Regions from separate parts of the Sus scrofa genome. Here region 2 is linked to region 1. Evidence: chromatin contacts called from public HiChIP or PLAC-seq data. All regions are on one chromosome and are shown on one strand. Each heading gives the region's core, a stretch centred on a gene start, on an enhancer-like site or on the middle of the called end of the contact. The rest is flanking DNA. Distances are from core to core; before and after follow the strand shown.

Evidence for each region. HiChIP or PLAC-seq counts read pairs in DNA pulled down with a chosen protein or histone mark.
Region 2: an H3K27ac HiChIP or PLAC-seq map of alveolar macrophages shows a contact between it and region 1. The contact joins the enhancer-like site here to the promoter of PARM1 in region 1. A contact is called at or near these places in 1 of 5 promoter capture datasets (liver), 3 of 47 Hi-C or Micro-C datasets (embryonic fibroblasts, liver and skeletal muscle) and 2 of 2 datasets of contacts at active chromatin or transcription factors (alveolar macrophages and skeletal muscle).

The regions. Positions count from the first base shown.
Region 1 is chr8:70,786,226-70,789,608 of Sscrofa11.1, forward strand. It overlaps PARM1 (prostate androgen-regulated mucin-like protein 1), which reads left to right and starts at 1,909. Exons shown (of 5, transcript NM_001243716.1): 1 at 1,909-2,222. The coding sequence starts at 2,180.
Region 2 is chr8:70,855,899-70,859,281 of Sscrofa11.1, forward strand. It overlaps PARM1 (prostate androgen-regulated mucin-like protein 1), which reads left to right. Exons shown (of 5, transcript NM_001243716.1): 2 at 2,024-2,453; 3 at 2,456-2,727. Among named protein-coding and RNA genes, the nearest start is that of PARM1, 69 kb to the left of the region's middle. Within about 2 kb of position 1,598, at least 29 of the 83 cell types and tissues checked have an H3K27ac peak or open chromatin away from gene starts, as enhancers often do. A contact at or near this core is called in alveolar macrophages and liver, where this site is marked.

The sequences.
Region 1 (3,383 bases), core at 659-3,158:
AAAGTTTGAATTGTTCATAAAAATGAATTGTTTTGCTTCAAGAAATCATTTTCAACCCTGATTTGGGTACAATGAACAGCTTTAGATATTTTAACTGATTCATGTGTGGGAATCACCATCCTTTGGGTACCAGACCATCCTCTTAGATATCAAAGCCAGTCACACATCCTTTGCACTACTCAGGAATTCCATTACAGTGTTGTTGAATCTCAATTAGTTTTTTCTGTGAAGTGTTTTTGAAAAATCTTTATTTCTGTCACACAGTCACTTACTTAAATGGCCCTCTCTAAAAGGACCAGGGCTTTATAGAATATGCCCACAAAATTCCATCTGTGTGTGGTCCCTGCCCCCATGACAGCCACCGCACAGATGCAGAAATTGTTCATAATCACACTGATTACACAAGAAACCAGAAGGACTTGAAGGTCAAAAGCATTAAGAGAACTTGTTTAATAAATTGCATTTGCAGTTTCTTTGGCCGGGGTGGTTGGATGGGAGGGCATTTGGTTGTAATATTTCTACTCCTCATTTCACCGAGAATCAATACATGTACCAAGACAAAAGAAACACTATGAGCTCAGTTTAATCCAGCTGTGGAAGTGTGACAAGTGGTAATGGTGGGGTCAGTGAGAGGAACTGATATCATCACAGACAAAGCCGGGAGGCCCCAAAGAGTGAGAAAAGAAAACCCGAGGCTCTCTCTAGGAGGTAAGAAGTCACAGAAGAAGAAAACTCTTCTCCAGAGCTAGTGATGGTCCTGAACAAACCAGTTCTTTAGGGATGCCCCTTAATTCCTGCAGCATCCCATCTCCAGGGACTAGGGGACCACCGGGCTCCTAATACATACATTGGGAGCTGCTCTGGCATCTGGTCTGGCTGAGGTATAGAAATAAGCAGCTCTAAGGTGGTGGAAGCATTAAGAGAAGGGTCAGCTTTGATCTGTGTGAACACACAGAGACTTCGGACTTTGAAAAAGGAGCATAGTACAGAGATGACCCAGAGTTCGCGGGCATGTGTTTTATCTGTACCATTAGCTGGTTGTGTGACCTTGGGCAAGTACTTAAACCTCCAGACGCTTTCATTTTCTCCCCTGGAAATGAAGACATAAGAGTGCCCACATCAAAGGACTGTTCTGAGACCATGACTGGGTTGATACCTGTACAGCGCAGTCGTCCAGCACGCAGACATTCTCAGGAAATGTCAGCCTTTGGTATTATGCCCTGGTGCACAAACTCTTCAATTACGGGATTCAGTCTTTACTAGCCATGTGATCCTGAGCACATCACTTCTCTTCTCTGTGCATTAGTTTTCTCATCTACAAAATGGAATAAGAATTCTTATGTCCCAGGGTCGTTGGAAGGTATCACGATACAACATGAAATGGGGTGCCTGGCTCTGAATGGGCCCATGAACCACTGTTACCTGACATTAATACTGTTTCTTCTAGAAAGAAGCTGAATATGATAACAGACACCCTGACTTAGGCACCAGGAAATGCAGTGGGGTTGAACGTGTGCGAAGGTTTAATGTATACGCAGGAACATCCGGAGAAATGAAGGAAAAGGAAAAGGTTCTCATACTTGGAAAGAAATGTAATACGTTCTCTTAGGAAGTGGGGTCTTGGCTCTTGGAGGTGGCATAACCTGTTTAAAGGTTATCACCCACATAAGAAAAGGTGAGATAAATTCTTGAGGGCAGAAATCCGCTCCCATTACACTGCGTTCCCTTAGCTCCCAGCACAGGCCTAGCGGCCCCAAACATTCGCTGAACCCGCTCAAAACTCGGATCTCCCGCCCCGACTGTCCAGCAGAGGCCGCCCTGGGCCAGGACTCCCGGGACCTGAACGCCGCCGGGAGAGGAAAGGCCAGGGGTGGCCTTGTCATCGCCGCGGGGCCTGGGTGGGAGGGGTTTGGCGGCGGCAGTCGGGCGGCGGAGGCGGCCCCCGGCTCCCGCGGCTGGGATGGAGCAGAAGCGCGCCGGGCGCCGGAGGATACGCAGCTGACGGAGCCGCGCGGCGCTCGCCTCTCTTCCCCTCCCGCCGCCCGAGCCGCCCCGGCCGCCCGGCTCCCACAGTAGCCAACCGGGCAGAGGAGGAGCCGCCCGCGCCCGGTGCGCTCTGTCAGTCCTGGCAAACTCTCCTGCCGCCCGCGCCGGGTTTGGCACTAAGCACCACGGTACCATGGTCCGCAAGACGCTCTTCGCTCTCTTCATCGTCACAGCAGGTATTTTGGGGGCGCCGTCCTGCCAGGAAGGGCCGGGGCGACACGGGCCGCACGGCCAGCGCTGGGGCGGGGGCTCGAGCGGGGAGACCGGGAAGTAAGTCGCGCCGGTAGCCGGAGTGGCGCGAGCCTCCGGTGTTGCGCAGAGATATGTGCGCACTTGGATTTGGGGTGATGAGCATTTGGGGAGCTCCTGGGCCGAGCCGGACTGAGGGGGTGACTGGGTTCTTCCGGCCGCCGCTCGCTCTCACACGAACTCCGGGCTTTGGGAAACAGGTGGCTGCGCGACGCTTTTGAACCCGGGGTTGGCGACACTGACTGCGACTAGAGGCTTCTCGGGTCTCTGAGCACACCCGCCCAAAGTTGGGCACCAGACTTCTTGACGCGGTTGGACCCGAGAGGGATGAGAAGAAGAATCAGGGAGGGGTGGCATCTGGGAAAGCTAATGCTCGGGCCGTGCGCCCTGCGGGGCTGGTTTGCTTTTCCCCAGACTTGGTGGGCTCTGGTCTCTGGCCTCTGGCGTCCCTTCCTAGTTAACGCTTGGGGATGATGCGGCGCTAACAATCCCAAGGCAGCTGCTTGGATCCGGCGGCTTAAGCTCGCTATCACCGCCGGGGTGGCAATTTTACCCTGTGGCCCGGAGCTCCCCCGAATGCGTGCCCTGGCAGAAACTGCTAACTTGGCTCCTTGGGGATGGCTTCCCACGCGCACCGCGCGGGTCTCTGGACCACGGACGGCAGCGGCCTCTAGGCGGGAGCTGGGGAGAAAGGAGCGGGAGGACCGAGCTCGGCCTGGTGGGCGCCGAGGAGAGAGTCAGAAGAGCGCTTTGAGTCTGAGATTAGGGTGCCCAATTTTTGCAGAAAATGCAGGCCGACTGTGGATCAGGCACCGGTAGAAAAATCAGCCTGCGTGCGCGGTACACTGTTATGTTTAGATAAAAGAATATTTCAAGGCCACATCCACAAACCATTGATTCATGCTAGTAGTCCGTGTATCTGTATCTATATCTATATCTGTTTTTCCTCCTGAATTGCTTGGTTCCTGCAATTGTGGACACAAGAAGCTAGGGGTTTCCTGGCAGCTGACAAAGGTTAATGCAGTTTTGAGGAAAAGTTGCCCAACTTGAGGCTACAGGGAGTCTTTTTCCTCTACTTGCTGAACGTC
Region 2 (3,383 bases), core at 348-2,847, 69 kb after region 1:
CATAGAATTACCACATGAGCCATCAGTTCCACTTTGAGGTATATACACCCCCCTAAACTGAAAACATGGTCTGAAATAGATAGTTGTACATTCATATTCAGAGCAGCACTCACAAAGTGGAAGCAACCCAAGTTCGCATCAGTAAATGAATGGGTAAACAAATGTGGTATATAGTATACAGAATATTATTCAGCCTTAAAAAGGGAGGAAATTCTGATGTACTATAACGGATGAAACTTGAAGCTATTTTGCTAATAAGTGAAATAAGCCTGTTACAAAAGGACAAATATTGTATGATTCTATTTGTAGGAGGTACCTAAAGCAGTCAAATTGGTAGAGATGGAAAGTAGGATAATGGTTTCCAGGGGCTGGAGAAAGAGAAGAATGGAGAGTTATTGTTTAATGGGTTCAGAGTTTCAGTTTGGGAAAATGAAAAAGTTCTGGAGATGGATGGGTGGTGGTAGTTGAACAATAAGGAGAATGTACTTAGTGCCACTGAACTGTACACGTAAAAATAGTTATGATGTTATTTATATTTTAACAATCAAAAAAAATTTTTTAAATAAGCAAGGGGCTAGGGTAGGAATGATTGTCGTTAGGACTGTCTGGAAAGGCTCCTCTGAGAAGGAGGTGACATTTGAGTAGAGATCAATCTGGAATAATAAGGAGAACATGGGATGATGACATAGGGAGTAGTTTTGGATTTTGTTCTAAGTACAACCTTGGGAGGGTTTTGATAGGTTAATCTGATTTACCACTTTAAAATAGCGTACTGGCTGCTATGTGAAAAGTAGATCAAAAGGAAGGAAACTTCGAAGCCAGAAGACCAATGAAGAGACAGTGGCACTTGTCTAGCTGGCACTTGTCCAGGCGAGTGGCTGGTGGCTCAGGTGATGTTGCCATATCAGGGAGGTGGTGAAGAGTTGATTGGATTGGGATATGTTTTCAAGGTGAAGTCATCATGATTCATCATGATGGACTGGTTGGGGTAGGGGGAGTGAGGGAAAGGGGTGCATCTGGAATAACATCTGGGTTTTTAAAAGAGTAACTGAAAGGCGTTGCCATCCACTGAGATGTAAACGACTAGGGGAAAAGCTAGTTGGGGACTGGTAAGGGGGTGTGTGGGGAGGCAATCAAGAGATGTGTTACATAAAAAGTGAAATCATCAACGCAGTGTCCTCCAGAGTGCTAGTACACAGAAGCAAGCTATTTATTAAATAATTGAATGAATAAATGAACAAATAAATTAAACTGAGTGGATGAATGGAGGTATGGAGAAAGGAAATTCATTCTAAATTTTACAAAACATGAAAGAGATTATTTGGTGAAAATGACAGAATAGTAAAGACCCCAGGTTAGAATTGGGGATAATAGGTTCCAGTTTCAGAAAATATTTCCAAACCTTGGAGTCCTCCCTCACCTCAGCTTTTAAGCTGGGACCTGGCCCTTTCCTTGCACTGTTAATCACCCCAGGGAGGCAAGTCCCTATAACATCCCTGTGCATGGTTGCAGAGCTCACAACCCGGAAGCAGGGAACAACCAATCAGTGAACGCCCGCGTCAGAGACCAGCCAATCAATGAGCCCCTCTGACAGAGAACAGCCAATCAGAGAGCTCCTCCGGCTTTGTACTCACCCAGCACACGGGGTGAGAGTCCCCACAAGCCTTGTGGAGCAGCCCTGCAAACAAGCCAGACTTATCCTCAGATAGTCAGTTCCTAAGAGTGTCTCCGTTTTTAAGGGCACAGCTTCAAGCAGCAGGAGAGAAAGTTAGTTGGTGTCATGTATTGGCTGAACTTGTGTTGACCCACCCACTAATTGCTCCTGCTGAGCTTTCAGGCTGGTTCCTGCTGATAGTCACAGGGCGGGGGAGGGGGCAGTTAGTGGGAAGGAAATATTTTAAAAGTCACCTTCACGATTGTAAAGGCACAGTGCCAAATGAGACAGACTTTTGAAAATATTATAAAACAGCTTGGCCGCTCAGGTTTTCATACATTAACCACCTTTGTACCGGCTCTTCCACAGGACTAAGGGTACAGCGTGTGTCTGCATCAACAGTCTTGCCTGTTTTTCTTCCCACAAAGATCACCCCTGCAACGGCCGTCTGGACCAGCACTCCGCAAAGCCCTCCTGCCTCCCCTACCAGTGGCACGCCCAGCACCTCGGTCCTCCCGATTATAGCATCGGCCCCGACATCTCCACCCACTAAGAACGTCTCTGTAGAGGCCGGAGCAGAGGAGGAGCCCACGAGTCCAGCCTCCCAGTCGGCAGGCACAGAGACAGTCCCCTCATCAACAAGCGGTGGGCTCCATTTAACACCCACGCCGGAGGAACACAGCCCGGTCACGCCCGAGGCCAGCGTGCCAGCTACAGGGTCGCAACCCCAGGCCGAGTCTCCCGCACTCACCTCCCCTCAAGCGCCAACCTCATCACCCTCGCCTCCATCAACCTCACCGCGGAGGTTCCTTCTGCCTCCATCAGCACCAGTAACAGCTCTACAGAAACCAGCACCAAGCCCACAGGAGCCCCGACCACCCCGAAGTCCCCAGAGGAGGAGCACAGCTCTGGACAGACACCCACTTCACATGCCACAGCCACGCCGATGCCCACAGAGACCACGTCCCAAGCAGCTGTGCCCCCCAAAGGGACCCCTATGCTGATAGACACAGAGACCACCGCTGCCTCCCCCCGGGTGATCATGCAGGAAGTGGAGCATGCACTAAGCTCAGGTGAGTCTCCTGTAGGCCACTGAGATGCTGAAAATGCTGTTCAGTTAACCCACAATGGATTAAGCTTGAATTGGGGAGCCGAATTCTAAGTTGCAAGCAAGGCTGATTTATAATTCCCAGGAATTTCCAGGGGTGCAAACTTTATGGTTAGTCTCAATAATTTCCCCTTGATAGCCCAATAATGGCAGCCAGCTTTTGTGATGTGTTCCCCTGTGTCACAGAGAATGTCAGTGAACAAGACTGAATAAGCATGGCTTTGGGTTACACTTCCTAAGTTTCAGTTCTGGCTCCTGACCTTGGGCAAATTACTTTGTGTCTTTATTTTTCCTCATCTGTAAAGTGGGGATTAAAATAGGCTGTGTTGTACAAAGTTCTTGTGGAGATTAAATGAAATGACATACAAATTGCTTAGCATAGTCCCTGGCCGGGAGTAAGTACTCAGGAAATGTCGGTCATTATTATGATTTTTGCTCCATGTATTAGCAAAGTGTTTACCTCATGGAAACAGAGAAAGGACAGGAGGGAGTAGAGAAAATGTGCCTATTCTTTAGAGTCACTGATATGTTTCATGGAAAAGACAATAAATTTTATGGAATGTCACTTTGTTTTTATTCTCCCAGCAAATGCTGTAAAGTTGGTATGGTTTTTATCTTGAT